2 separate regions of the Sus scrofa genome follow, and region 1 is linked to region 2. A link is a contact called in public HiChIP or PLAC-seq data. All regions are on one chromosome and are shown on one strand. Each heading gives the region's core, a stretch centred on a gene start, on an enhancer-like site or on the middle of the called end of the contact. The rest is flanking DNA. Distances are from core to core; before and after follow the strand shown. Region 1 holds the start of HILPDA (hypoxia inducible lipid droplet associated). Region 2 holds the start of ATP6V1F (V-type proton ATPase subunit F).

What was found. HiChIP or PLAC-seq counts read pairs in DNA pulled down with a chosen protein or histone mark.
Region 1: a contact with region 2 is called in an H3K27ac HiChIP or PLAC-seq map of alveolar macrophages. The contact joins the promoter of HILPDA here to the promoter of ATP6V1F in region 2. A contact is called at or near these places in 2 of 47 Hi-C or Micro-C datasets (heart right ventricle and liver) and 1 of 2 datasets of contacts at active chromatin or transcription factors (alveolar macrophages).

Annotation. Positions count from the first base shown.
Region 1 is chr18:19,944,492-19,951,811 of Sscrofa11.1, reverse strand. It overlaps HILPDA (hypoxia inducible lipid droplet associated), which reads left to right and starts at 4,732. Exons shown (of 2, transcript NM_001348757.1): 1 at 4,732-4,864; 2 at 5,944-6,883. The coding sequence starts at 6,012. The coding sequence ends at 6,227. FAM71F2 (protein FAM71F2) reads left to right here and starts at 6,525. Exons shown (of 5, transcript XM_021078782.1): 1 at 6,525-6,659. The coding sequence starts at 6,639.
Region 2 is chr18:19,755,181-19,762,281 of Sscrofa11.1, reverse strand. ATP6V1F (V-type proton ATPase subunit F) reads left to right here and starts at 5,576. Exons shown (of 2, transcript XM_003134698.3): 1 at 5,576-5,868. The coding sequence starts at 5,711. It overlaps FLNC (filamin-C), which reads left to right. Exons shown (of 46, transcript XM_021078951.1): 43 at 1-129; 44 at 237-455; 45 at 1,325-1,534; 46 at 1,643-2,548. The coding sequence ends at 1,830. LOC110257581 (a long non-coding RNA gene) reads right to left here and starts at 58. Exons shown (of 3, transcript XR_002340387.1): 1 at 1-58.

The DNA of each region.
Region 1 (7,320 bases), core at 3,483-5,982, 190 kb before region 2:
GACAGATCCTTAACCCACCGAGCGAGGCCACGGATTGAACCTGTATCCTCATGGATACTAGTCAGATTCATTTCCGCGGAGCCAAGACGGGAACTCCTACAGTTGGAATTCCCACAAAACCTACTTTATTACTAATTTGTTAATCATCTATCTTCCCTTACTAGAAGATGGCTCCTTGAAGAAAAGGACTATTTTGTCAATTGCTATGCTGCTCTAAACTCAGAGCAGTATCTGGCATATAGTAGGTGCTTGACAAATATTTCTTTAAAAATGAATGATAATTTTTAATATCTGAAATATTTCTTTCTTCCTTTTTTTTTTTTTTTTTTTTTTTTTTTAAAGAACAGCTGTTCCATGACTGGTTCGGTTCCGTTTATCTGTATTCATTGTGCAACAACATTTTACCAATGATCAGTTCTGGGTGATACAGTTTTGAGCTTCTTTTTTCTTTTTCTCCCCAGATTTTCTCCCAAATGCACCTGTGACTTTTACAATTAGAGGAAAAATTAAAACTTACTAACATTTTGTAAATTAATTGCTTGAGCAACATTGTGACAACACATATGCAATGAAAGGAAACAGCCAAGTGAATTGGATGGGGAAATTGGGTCAAGAGCCTGAGGCAGCTGTGGAGGGAGGGAGGGCTATGGCACTAAAGAGCACCAGAGCAAGGTGCCCATGGAGGGGACAGCCAGCCCTGAAAATGGGCAGAGGTCACCCCAGGCAAACAGTGGCTTCTTCATCCCTACTTGGGCCGGGGGGGGGGGTGTCTAATTTTTTTTTTTCTTTTTTGGCTGCACCTACAGCATACATAAGTTCCCAGGCCAGGGAATGAACCCTCACCGCAGCTATAACCAGAGCCACAGCAGTGACCACACCAGGTCCTTAACCCACTGAGCCACTAGGGAACTCCAGAGGTCTCAATTCTGAGTTTGGTTCTGGCATAACTACCCATAGATCTGGGCCAAGTCACTTCTCCAGGCCTCCATTTCCTCGTCTGTGAAATGCAGGGCCTGAGAGAAATGGCTATTACCATGCCTTTCTACCTCAGAGGTTTTGGTTCTAGAACTTCCTCTAAGCTTCCACCTGGATGATGTGTGTGTGTGTGTGTGTGTGTGTGTGTGTGTGTGTGTGTGTGTGTGTCTTTGTGTCTGTGTGTGGATCCCGAGTTGCTGTGGCTGTGGCGTAGGCCAGCGGCTATAGCTCCAATTCGACCCCTAGCCTGGGAACCTCCATGTGCTGTGGGTTCGGCCCTAAAAAGCAATAAACAATAAATGAATAAATAAATAAATAAAGACTTCAAATGTTCTTGGAGTTCCCTGGTGGCCTAGCAGTTAAGGATGCATTGTCACTGCTGTGGTTTGACCCCTGGCCTGGGAACTACTGCATGCTGTGGCTGTGACCAAAAAAAGGAAAAAAGACTTCAAATTAATTAAAATTAGCAGCAGCACCTGCGGCTCCGATTCAACCCCTAGCCTGGGAACTTCCATATGCCGTGGGTGCAACCCTAAAAAGACAAAAATAAATAAATAAACAAACAATGTTTATTTCCATTGACACTTAATCCAAAATACTGGCTATATTCCTCATGCTAGACAGTACATCCTTGCAGCCTATCTTATGCCCAATACTTTGTACTTCTGCCTCCCCAACCCCTGTATTGCCCCCCACCTCTGATGGTAACAACTAGTTTATTCTCTGTATCTGTGGGTCTGTGAATATGTCTTTAATTTGTCCTCCTTTTTAAAGAATAACAGCTGTTATTCAAATATAAATCACATAGCCCAATTCACCCTTCCAAAGTGTGCAATTCAGTGGTTTACAGACTTGTGCAACCATCACCACTGTCTAATTTTAGAACATTTTCATCATCCCCAAAAGCAGTTACTCCCCACTCCCTTCGAGTTTTAGTCCCTGGCAACCACTAACCTAACTTCTATCTCTATGGATTCCTATTCTGGACGTTTCATGTAAATAGAATCATAGAATATGTATCCGTTTATTTTATTTTATTTTTTAGGGCCGCACCCTTGGCACGTGGAGGTTCCCAGGCTACAGATCTAATCGGAGCTACAGCTGCCAGCCTGCACCACAGCCACAGCAATGCCAGATCCGAGCCGCATCTTCAACCTGCACCACAGCTCATGGCAACACTGGATCCTTAATCCACTGACCAAGGCCAGGAATTGAACCCACATCCTCATGGATCCTAGTCAGATTCGTTAACCACTGAGCCATGAAGGGAACTCCCAATATTTCATTTTTATGGCTAGATAGTATTCCATTGCATTACATTTTGCTTACCATTCATTAGCTGATGTACATTTGGGTTGTTTCCAATTTTTAGCTATTATGAATAATGCTCCTATGAACATTTGTGTACAAGTTTTTTTGGTTCATTTGTTTTTCATTTGGCTCCACCCATGGCATATGAAAGTTCCCGGGCCAGGGATTGAATCTGAACCACAGCTGCAGCAACATCGGCTCTTTTAACCCACTGTACTGGGCTGGGGATAGAACCTAAACCTCTGCAAAGACCCCAACTGCTGCAATGGGATTCTCAACCCACTGTGCCACAGCGGGAACCCCAAGACATATTCTTCAAATGGACCTGCGATCATAAGATCAAATTTGTGGAGCTAATATGTTCTTAGTATTATGCCTATATGGTTCCCTTTTTTCTTTTTAGGGCCACACTTGCGGCCTATGGAGTTTCCCAGGCTAGGGGTTGAAATGGAGCTACAGCTGCTGGCCTACACCACAGCCACAGCAACGCCAGAGTCAAGTCTTCAACCTACACTACAGCTCACAGCCTACACTGGATCCTTAACCCATTGAGCAAGGCCAGGGATCAAACCTGCGTCCTCACAGATCCTAGTCAGATTCATTTCTGCTACGCCACGACGGGAACTCCAGGACAAGGATCTTGATATAAGTAGGCCCAGTACCTACCCAGGGAGGACAGTCAATAATATTTGTAGTTGACAGATGGGAAAGCACTGAGCTTTATTCACCCAAACGCTGTTGCCTCCTTATGGAGTGATGTCTAGATAATGGCAGTGAATGTGTGGGACAAGTAATTGTTGGAATTCTCATAGTTCTTCCTTCGAATTATGTGAAAATAAAATTTTAGAGCTTTACAATAAGCAGAGCCCAAAGGATTATTGTGGAATTCCTGTGTCCACTCACTGAACATAGGCTACTATGACCAAAGCCCATCATTGGGAATTTTGCAGTGGATGATACAGATAATGTTAACACTTAACCAAATGTTTTCGGAGCCAGGCACTATTCTCAGTGCTTTATGTGGATTAACTCCTTTAATTTCCAGGTGACGACTGTCATTATCCCATATAACAGCTGAAGAAACTGAAGTACCTAAAGCTTAAAGGATTCGCCCAAGGCCCCCCACTAGCAAGAGGTTGGAGGACGCCTGGCAGTGTGACATCAGAGCTGGAGCCTGTCCCAGGAACCGTGCGAGAGACGAGTCCCTGAGTCCAGCACAAAAACAGATGAAACTCTAGTGTAATAAAAGACCAAAAATTCCTGCAGGCTGAGTAGAAGCGCTCATTTCAAATTGCCTGCCTGCCAGCACGTCTCCGTCTCCAACTTTCTCCCTTCCCCGCCTTCCCGGCAGCTCCTCCTCTGACAGCGGAGTACCCGCAAAGTAGGTGAAAGGTCGCAGCTGGGATTCGCTCCTCCCTTGTCTCCCAATCCCTTGTCCACAAAGCCGGCCGAGCGAAGGGAGCTCCCGGATTCTTGTTCGTTCAGTCCAGGCATGCAGAACCGACAGTCCTAGAGCTCAGGGGACCCTGCTAGAGTCACCAGCCCCCTCGAGCTTTCGTTCTCTCCGCTCCTCCCCAGGAGGAAGGCAGTGAAACCACCGACCGCCTTCCTTCCACTACGCACCCCCCCCCCCGCCCTCGTTCCCCAGGGGCCTCCCAGATCCCAGCACTCTATTTCCGAGATTCGTCCCTGGGCGCTCTCACGACTGAACATTTCTTTGGTTTGCGGGGGTGGGGATGGGTGAGGCTGGTCTGTGACCCTCTAGCTCTTTGGTTCAATTTCTAAGCACCCTTAAAAATCATCGCCACGTTTTATATGAGGACACCGAGACCCAAAGGGACTCGTCGGCAGGCACTGAGGCCCAGGTACCAGGGCCAAATGAGTATTTCACATTTTCCTAGTGTGATACATTCTCTTAGAAAGCAGGAGTTATGATGTAAGAAGCCCTCACCATTTCAGACAGCAATGGCAAATTAACCTCAGGCTTTGGAATGCAGGGTGAGAAGTGGCATCTGGAATCCTGGTACCTCAAGGAAGTGGAACAAAGTCAGCTTTTCAGTCCCGGGAATGAAGAAAACTGGGAGTAGGGGATGGAGTGGGGGGTCTGAGGCCCTCTTACAATGTGTGCTTTGTTGAAATTGCTGGCGAAGAACCCATCCCCCACCACCCTTGGATTGGGGCATCTCCAGTGTGTTTTCCACCGACTTAATTTGGGGCAGGAAATGCGCCTTCCGATTCCTTTAGAAGCTTCCCACAGCAAGAAAAGGCAGAGGAAGTTAACAGACAACGCCTAGGCCCATTGCTGACCCTAATGACTCAGAAGCCGGCGGCGTCTGTTTCTGAACCAGCGATGGCCGCGAGCGCAGCCCACCGCGCGAGATCCCAGACCGCCCCCGCCTAGGGGCGGGGCCGCGGGCTTGCGTCAGGGCTCCAGTGCGCGTGCGCGGGCTCGGCGCGGCCGCGGCTATAAGTGGTCGGCGTGGGCCTAGCTCCACGCTTAGCCGCGGGCTGCCGTTTTGTTTCCGGAGACGCGTACTGTCTCGCGGTGCTCTTGGCGGACCCTCATCCCTTCCTGGAGGTGAGCGGCCCTACGGGTTTCCACGACTCCCCACCCCCCTGCCCCTGGCGCGCCCCGCCCCACCCGGGTCCCCACTCAGCCGCCCAGTCCTGCTTTCTCCAGGGGTGGCCCTAACTAGAATCCACGTGCCCACCCCATGCTCGCCAGCTTGGAGTTAGGCTCCAGGCCCTGCCTTGCCCTCGCAGAGCACGCCTAGCGTCTTCCTGGCATGGCTCTTGGCGTCTTGTTTGTAGTAAGTGCCTATTTTCTTGTCTGTGGCCTTAGACTGTAAGGCACGCGCGGGGCGGGTTCTGCTACAGGACCTCAGGTGGTTCCGGTACCTTTCAGGGTGCCTGACACACTGAGGGGATTTCAGTGTGTACTTGTTATTTAAGTGAACTCGATAGATTTGACTCCCTTCGAATTATGTTGACTTTCAGGAAGTTTATGGGTTTTTTTGGTTTTGTTTTGTTTTGTGCCTTTTCTAAGGCCGCTCCTGTGGGTCAAATTGGAGCTGTTGCTGCTGGCCTGCACCACAGCCACAGCAACGCCAGATCCCAGCCGCATCTGCAACGTACATCACAGCTCACCGCAACGCCGGATTCTTAACCCACTGAGCGAGGCCAGGGATCGAACCCTCGACCTCATGGTTCCTAGTCGGATTTGTTAAGCACTGAGCCACGTCGGGAACTCCCATAAAGTTTATGATTAGCCGGAACCTGCCTGAGATGTGAGGGAGACTAATTTGCTTTCTCAAGGGCATGTTCTTATATCCCGTCCCGTCCCCCACATCCCCCCAACACAGAGACAGAACTTGGTTTTTTTATTTCAGGAAAGTTTTGGGTCCCTGGACTGTGGCACAGGGATGGTGCATACCTGGCAGAAGGAAAAGTATCCCGGTGCTCTTGAATTAGTCCGGAAAGCTAGAACTAGTTTTTCAGCCATGGAGTTTACAGTGTAAATATACTTGGAGATTCTGCTATGGTCCCTGTCTCCCTGGCTGGCTGAGCTCTTCTTAGCTTCATAGGAAGATGGAAGGGTAGAGCTGGAGGCATGCTTGTCTCCAAAGGATGAAGATTAACTTCGCTCTTTTTCCTCAGGACCCAGAGGCCTTCTAGAAGCAGAAGGCAACTCTGCTGCTCTACAAACGAGTGGGATCCTTTCAGCCATGAAGCAGGTGTTGCAACTCTATCTCTTAGGTGTGGTCCTGACCCTGCTCTCAGTTTTCGTTAGACTGATGGAGACCCTGGGGGGCTTACTGGAGAGCCCATCACCTGGGAGCTTCTGGACCACCAGAGGTCAACTAGCCAACACAGAGGCCCCAAGAGCCTTCCAGAACATCCATCCAGAGGAGTGTGATAGGACCTCCCTGCACCGGCTATAACCTTGGAATACCGGCCTGACTACATCCAGCCAGCTGTCCCAGTTCCTGTGCAGGCAGCCTCAGCATCAGTGTTATCAGAGAACTGTTAACTAGGCCTTTGAAGGGCCTCTCCATTTGGATACTCCTTGCTCTGGAATAAGCCTGTTTAATACACAGATGTGAGTGTGTTGCCTGTGACTGTGGAATGGAGCGACTGCACACTTCTCCCCAGAGTCTGCTGTATGCTTTGCTGTCCTTGGCGGCATGGCTCTGCCTCCTCTTAGATGAAGGCTTGTGCTGCAACTTCAGCTTTTGGGAGATGGTATTATTTTCAACCCTGTTTTCTAAGCATCTGCCAAGAGGACCTTTGGACTTGGATGTCTCGTGGTCAGTTTCTTTGATGTTCAGCTTCTCTTCCATGAGAGCTCCTCTATGCAGATAACAGCTGAAGAGGTGTGTAGGTGGGCTGTAGGCCTGGAGGGGTGGGGGGGGTTGGGGAGGTGAGGTATTCAGTGTCTCGTTTTCATTCTGTATTTTTAAGTGTTCTCCTCCAGCATAGCGTGTATTGTGTATTGGTCTGGAGGGGCAGTAGGATGACAGTGCCTGCAGAGGACATGGACATTATGGCCACCATGTGGCTTAAATTTTTTTAATGAAATAAAGTTGAATGTGTTTCACTGTGTCTTGTTGACTTCTGCCCTTGAAATTAGTGGTAGGGGGAATTCCTGTTGTGGCTCAATGGAAGTGAACCCAACTAGGAACCACAAGGTTGCAGGTTCAATTCCTGGCCTTCCTCAGTGGGTTAAGGATCCAGCGTTGCCGTGAGCTGTGGTGTAGGTTGCAGATGCGGCTTGGATCTGGCGTGGCTGTGGTGTAGACTGGCAGCTGTAGCTTTGATTCAGTTCCGAGCCTGGGAACCTCGATAAGCTGACAGTGCGGCCCTAAAAAGCACAAAAGAGAAGAAAAGAAAAGAAATTAGTGGTAGGAAGGATCTTGATTAGAAGATCTGAGGTTTCACATCCTAAAGCTTTAAACATTTTGTTTAAAACGTGAGGTGGAGTTCCCGTATGGTCCCGTGGCTGAGGACTCGGTGTTGTCACTGCTGTGGCTGGGT
Region 2 (7,101 bases), core at 4,327-6,826:
TCGATGTCAAGTTCAACGGTGCCCACATCCCCGGCAGTCCCTTCAAGATCCGCGTCGGGGAGCAGAGCCAGGCTGGGGACCCAGGCTTGGTGTCAGCGTATGGTCCTGGGCTCGAGGGAGGCACTACAGGTGAGGGCCTGGGGCCGGAGAGGAGAGACGAGGCCTGGGCCCAGGCCCATCCCAGCTGAGCACCCCAAGCCCTGCCCGCCCACACTTTTGCTACCTTTGGTCCCCAGGAGTGTCATCCGAGTTCATCGTCAACACCTTGAATGCGGGCTCAGGGGCCTTATCTGTCACCATCGACGGCCCCTCCAAGGTGCAGCTAGACTGTCGGGAGTGTCCTGAGGGGCACGTGGTTACCTATACTCCCATGGCTCCTGGCAACTACCTCATTGCCATCAAGTATGGTGGCCCCCAGCACATTGTGGGCAGCCCCTTCAAGGCCAAAGTCACAGGTGAGTGTCCTGGGTGGGAGGCGGTCCCTCCAGCCCAGCCCATCCTGGCTGGCTCCAGTGGCCATTCCCATCCGGGTCCCAGTCTGCCCCAAACAGCAGACTCGGGGTACCGAGAACGAAGCAGGCCTGACTTTACACAGGGCGCTGTTCTCTACACTCTGCATAAGGACTCATGGAGCTCACTTAAAAAAAAAAATCAAATCCTGGAGTTTTCCTTGGGGCTCCGTGGGTCACGAACCTGACTAGTATCCATGAGGACGCGGGTCTGATCCCAGGCACCGCTTGGTGGGTTAAGGGTCCAGCGTTGCTGTGAGCTGTGGTGTGGGTCGCAGACATGGCTCGGATCCCACGTTGCTGTGGCTCCAATTCGACCCCTAGTGTGGGAACTTTCGTATGCCGCAGTTGTGGCCCTAAAAAGCATACCCCCAAGAAAAAAAAAAAATCAAATCTTTCCTCTTTGTCACTGTCCATCACTAGGGTGACTCTCCCCTATGGCGGCTGCCCAAGATTTTTCTTAACGGCCCTCCTTCCCACACTTCTGGGTTCCAGAAAGACAGATAATCAGTAAACATTTAACCAGTTCTCCTTTGGAAGCTGCATTAAGGACTAGTTGGATGTGTTTCTTTTTAAGAGAAGACTCTACCCTGGGACCTGGGTTCCCAGACAAAGCCTGAGGGTGGGGGGCGGAGGCATCAGAGGCCCCAGACCTGGGGATCAGCTGGCCCTGGAGCCCGCAGGCCGGGCTCGGCTGGAACGGGCTGCTGTAGCCGAGGCGGCAACCGTGAGGCTGTCGGTGCCGGCACAGGGCCCACCGTCCAGGGAAGGGCGGGCTTCTGACCCGGCTCGTGGCCACGCCACCCTGCCCTCAGGTCCCCGGCTGTCAGGAGGCCACAGCCTTCACGAGACCTCCACGGTTCTGGTGGAGACTGTGACCAAGTCGTCCTCAAGCCGGGGCTCCAGCTACAGCTCCATCCCCAAGTTCTCCTCGGATGCCAGCAAGGTGGTGACGCGGGGCCCCGGGCTGTCCCAGGCCTTTGTGGGCCAGAAGAACTCCTTCACCGTGGACTGCAGCAAAGCAGGTAGGCTGCGGGGAGAGGGGGCGGTCTCCCCCGGGGGGCGAGGGCGCGGGAACAAGGGGCCGGTGGCCGCGCGCAGCGTGAGCCCGACCCTTGCCACCTCCCTTCCAGGCACCAACATGATGATGGTGGGCGTGCACGGGCCCAAGACCCCCTGTGAGGAGGTGTACGTGAAGCACGTGGGGAACCGGGTCTACAACGTCACCTACACCGTCAAGGAGAAAGGGGACTACATCCTCATTGTCAAGTGGGGCGACGAAAGTGTCCCCGGAAGCCCCTTCAAAGTCAACGTGCCCTGAATCCCAGACGTGCCTCCCCCAGCCTCGGCCCCCACCTCCAGCCAAACACACTCACTCACCCACACACACACACACACAAATGGGCCACACCCAGATGCACACGCGCAGAATCAGACACCACAACCACCTGCCCTGGGGCGAGGAAGGTGTGGCCCTGTCCCCCTTCCTGCCAGGTCCCTGGCTTGACGGGCCTCGTCTGTCTCAGGGCAGTGTCCCTTGCCTCAAAGGTGACATGAGGATGGACTGGGGGTTGGGGGGCCAGGGAAGCCCTGAGTTTTCTGGTGGGGCTGAGGCCAGTGGGGGAGCACATGTTTGGGGGTATCTGCGTGTGTGACACCCTCAAACTGCACTGCCGGCCCGGCCTCCTTGCCACTGAGGACTGCGCCCAGTCCCTCTGGTGGCACAAGCCCAGAGTGGTAAGGACTTGGAAAAGAAAGCACAGTCGGAGGGGAAAATGGACCCGGGGGTGGCGGCAGCAGCAGCCTTGGCACCGGGCCTGGCCCTAGGTGACTGCGATCCCAGCCAGGCTTCCTGGGGGACTGATCTCTCTCTCTCCTTTTTTTTTTTTTTTATGATTGCACAGCTCTGCCCCACGGGGGGGCCTTTTTTACACACTGCGAGGCCCAGCTTTCTGGGGGGACTTTTGCACATGTCATGCGGCTCAGCTGGGAGCCGCTTAGGTGGAAAGCTCCAAATAAAGTGCGGCCTGTCGCAGAGGCTTGGCTGTGTCTTGTGTGTGTGCTCCCTATGGCTGGCCACCTCTGGCCACTGACACTGCACCTGGCCCTGGGAGGCAGAGGCCAGCTGCCTGTCCCCTGGAGGACTGACTCAGGCCAAAGGGAAGGCCACCCCTCTGGGACATCTATTTGAGAAGGTCTAGATAGAATCTTGGCAGGGCTTGCTCCTCAGATTCCTGGAAAGCTGATGGGTGGGAGAGAGGGGTGGACGCGAGGTTCTAGAAGACGGCCCTAGGACCACCGGGACGCCAATTTCTGTTCAGCCTCATCTCAAGGATGTTCTCAAAATTAGGACCTTAAAACGGCACTGACTCAAGCAGGCAGGGCCTCACCCCGCAGGCAGGCGGAACCACATGCACACCCAGGACCCTTTCGCTCCAGCCAGGGCCTGGGTCAGAACTGGGCCGGCTCCCTCTCCACCTCCAGCCCTGACCTCACTTAAGGCCTCCTTCCTGCCCTGCACCTTCCTGACCCACCAGCCAGCTTCCTCTGACCTGCCCTCCGCACTGCAGTGGGGGGTCACATTAAAGGGACCATGGCTCCCTTCTGCTCCTGGCTGGTCTACGCATCTTAACAAGGTCTCTAGGTTCAGCCCCCCTACCCACTCATTCCAGAAGCCTCCGAGTCGGGCAGTGTGTCCATTCCCCACCGCACCCTCCACCTCGGACCCTCTTCATAACCTAGTTTCCCAGGCACCTGTGCTGCGGTTTGGGCCCCTGCCCAGGAACACCCTTGCCTCTCCACCCCATCCTCCTGGCCAACAGGAAGCTTTCCCGAAGCCCTCCCTGTCCTCCCAGGTCAGCCCCGCAGCTCTCATCCTGCCCTGGGGCACGCCTGGCTGCATATCCCACCCTCAGCTGGGACCAAGTGTCTGAGGCTCGGCCGCCCCGCCAGAACCCTGGGAGGTCTAACACCGATAGGCATGAGGAATGAATAAATGACGCGCCAGTAGCCTGAGCAGGGCAAGGCAGCATTTCACGCATCCCCCAACTCTAGACTCACGGCCGATGTTTCAGCACGTGGTGCTGCGTCGCCGGAGAAAACCCGCACCCATGGCCTGGCTCCGATTCTCAGCCCTACCCCCACGCACCTCTTCACTCAGTAGCTGTCTGCCTCCTGGCTCCTCTAAGTTTCCTTCCCTTCCCCCTCCTGAATCCTGCCCTCAAGACCCCTCCAGGGCCTCTCTTTCTGTATGTCTACCTCCTCCCCCGTGATATTTTTCACTCTCCCCCTCAATCCCAAGGGAGCTCCTTGAGGACAGAAGTCATATTTTATCAGTCTGTGTCCTAAACCTCTTCTTGGCCCCCTCTGATAAATGCTGGTTGAATGAAATCACGAGTGATATATGTGGCACTGTCCCAGCTCCCTACTTGACCTGAAAGACCCTTTGAAGCAGGATCCATTGTCAAGTATTCAACTACTTATGGTCATTAAGGGCCGGCTCTGTCCAGGCTTCTACACCCACCCTCCCTCCCTGCCTTCCCGCCCACTTCTCCCCCAGATGTGAGCGTTTTCCTGCAAGGTTAGCTGGCTCCTGCCTCAGCTTCAGCTGCCCTCCCCGGACTGCAGGATGGCCTCAGGTGCCGAGCATTTAGGGACTTCATCTCACTTAATTCTAACCGCCCTATGAGGCAGTTATCAGTTAACCGCCCTATGAGGCGGTTATCTGAAAAGACCAAGGTCCCGAACATTTCAGGGATGAGTCCCAAATCACAGCTCTGAGCAGCAGGGCTGAGATTCAAACCAGGTGTGCCCAAATCCCCAGCCTACCACACAGTGAACCCCTATCTGCATGTCTCAAGTGCTCTAAACTTGCAAATCACATGCCAGACGCCAGGATGCCTGCTCTTTAAAAGGGCGGGGGAGCAAGCGGACCTTTCTTCAACATGTTCACCGCATAGCGTTCAGGAATGTTACTCCTGACCACCCCAGCCGCATAGGCCAGAAACCTGGAAGCACCCTATCACTCCCCAAACTAGTTCCGTCCATGCTGTCTCTAAACCCCTCTTGACTCCACCTGCTTCTCCACATTCGCCATCACCACCACTACATGGGTTCTGGCCACCACTCTCTCTCCACAATGGTTTCTCCTCTTTTAGTCTGGCCTCGGCACACGGCATGGTCTCCATGCTATCTCTAAAACTTGAACCTGGCCGTTTCATTCTCTTCAACTAAATCCTTCAGGGGTTTCAGCGTAACTTCAGTCGTCCTCAGGGTAACTTCCAGATTCTTTAGCTTTTCTTGAAGGCACTGATGCTCTCTAGCCCTAAGTCTTTGCACGTGCTGTTCCTCTTCCCCAGAACACCCTCTTGCCCTCATTTTTTTTTTCTTTCCTTACAGCTGCACCTGTGGCTTATGGAAGTTCCCAAGCTAGGGGTCAAATCAGAGCCGCAGCTGCCAGCCTACATCACAGCTACACCGGATCCGACCTGCACCTGCGACCTACGCCGCAGTTTGCGGCAACGCCTGATCCTTAACCCTGAGTGAGGTCAGGGATGGAACCCCTATCCTCCCAGAGATTAGTCAGGTTCTTACCCGCTAAGCCACGATGGGTACTCCTTCGTCCTCATTTCTATCCCCTTCATCCTGCTAGCGACCTTCTCTGTGCGCTCCCTCTCCCACAGATTAGTTACACCTGATGTGGGCTTCCACATACTTCTCACGTTTCAGCAAATAACACACTGCTTTGTGAATCCTCTATCGCACTAGAGAGTATCATCAACTTATCCATCCTCTTATTAACTGAATATGTACTAGTTGTTAACCGTCTGCCATAGTTACATAAACAGTCGGTACAAGACTCGGACCTTACCCTCGAGAACGGGAACTGTCTTGTCGGCGTCTCGGCATCTTAACACAGCAAAAGGCTCGACACGTTTGTAGAAGAAGGATCGAACTTGCCTGCGAAACCCGGGGAGGCCGCTCGGACTTCTGGGAACCGTAGGCCTGGGGAACGGCCCTCCCTTTATAGCGCAGGCGTATGCAGATTCGGGCGCCTTTGCTGTTGTTGCGCATGTCCCAGGAGGCGGAGTGGTGGAACTGCGCATGTCTAAAGAGCCGGGGGTGGGGCCGAAGAGGCGGGGCACTGCGAACCCGGAGCTCGGTGACACCCGGCGGTCGCGGCTGGCTGTCTGACTCTGAGGATGGCGGGGAGGGGGAAGCTAATTGCGGTGATCGGAGACGAAGACACGGTGACTGGCTTCCTGCTGGGCGGCATAGGGGAGCTTAACAAAAACCGCCACCCTAATTTCCTGGTGGTGGAGAAGGATACAACCATCAATGAGATCGAAGACACTTTCCGGTACGGTTGCCCGCAAGGCCTGAACGCGACCTTCTGGGGTCTGGTGGGAGTGCGGGGAGAAGGCGGGGGTGTCGCTGGGCGTCCAGACGTTGGCCGAAGTGTCAGATCCCGTCCTCGACGGTCTGGAAAGTCGGTCCACCCACCTATCCGGAGCGAAGGCCTACGCGCCCCAAGTTCCCTTTAGGGGCTTGGTGGGGCCGAGGCTATGTCGGGTCCACAAACTCCCTTCTCACATGACCGTGTGTCAGGAAAGAAGGGGAACAGAGCTCGTGACGGGCGGGCACCACCCTTTGGCCCAACCTGGCCCGCGAGAGCTGGGCGTCCAGTGCACCCAAGCCCCACAAAGGGTCAGTCTCAGATCCTCTGCAGGGGTTCCCCCAGTTCACCCGTAGAGCAGGCTCCGGTCACTGCAAGCAGTCGACTCTTTTGCGAGTTGGCTTCTAAAGGAACCACACATTCAGTGAGTGGACTCGAGCTTTTCTTTGTGTTTTCATCTCCCTTAGAGGCTCTCACAATCGTGATGTAAGGCCATGGTTATTCCCACGTATAAGCGAGAAGACTGAAGCTCAGAGAGGTCAAGGCACATTCTAAAGTCATACGATTCACAAGAGACCTAGTGGGGATTTGAACCCTGTCCCTCCCTTTCTGCCTTTCTTAAGCCAGGTCTACTCTCTGCTTGTGCAGCTCTCCTTGGTCTGCTTTGGAATTTCCCATTGTCCTGAGCCCAGCGGACAGAATATCAGGACTTCTGCTAAGACCTTACACTTCAAATCTTCGTTTCCTGGCCTGGCTTAAGAGCAGTAGCTTTAAAATGTGGGTGCAGGCATGTCCCTTAATCCAGGAGGCATCCTGGTGACTAGAGTGGAGGATGCTTGCCCCCTGTTCTTTCCCACACCCTTTCTTCTAGGGCCCCGGTGCCAAGTCTCTCAGGAACAAACCACTCTTGCCTGTTTCCCCCTAAACAGCCCAGCCCTGAGCCGCTGGCTGAGACTGGTTCCTGTTGCCTGGGGTATGTTAGGCCCTGCGCAGAGAAGCTCATCTCTGCTGATCAGTCCAGTAAAGTGATCCAAGTTGTCATGAGAGAAGGGCAAATTTTACTTCAAGAACTTTCCAACCAAAGGGACTTCAGAAAATCATCAGGTCTATGGAGTTCCTGTCATGGCTCAGCAGAAACGAATCTGATTACATCCATGAGGATGCAGGTTCGATCCCTGGCCTTGCTCAGTGGCTTGA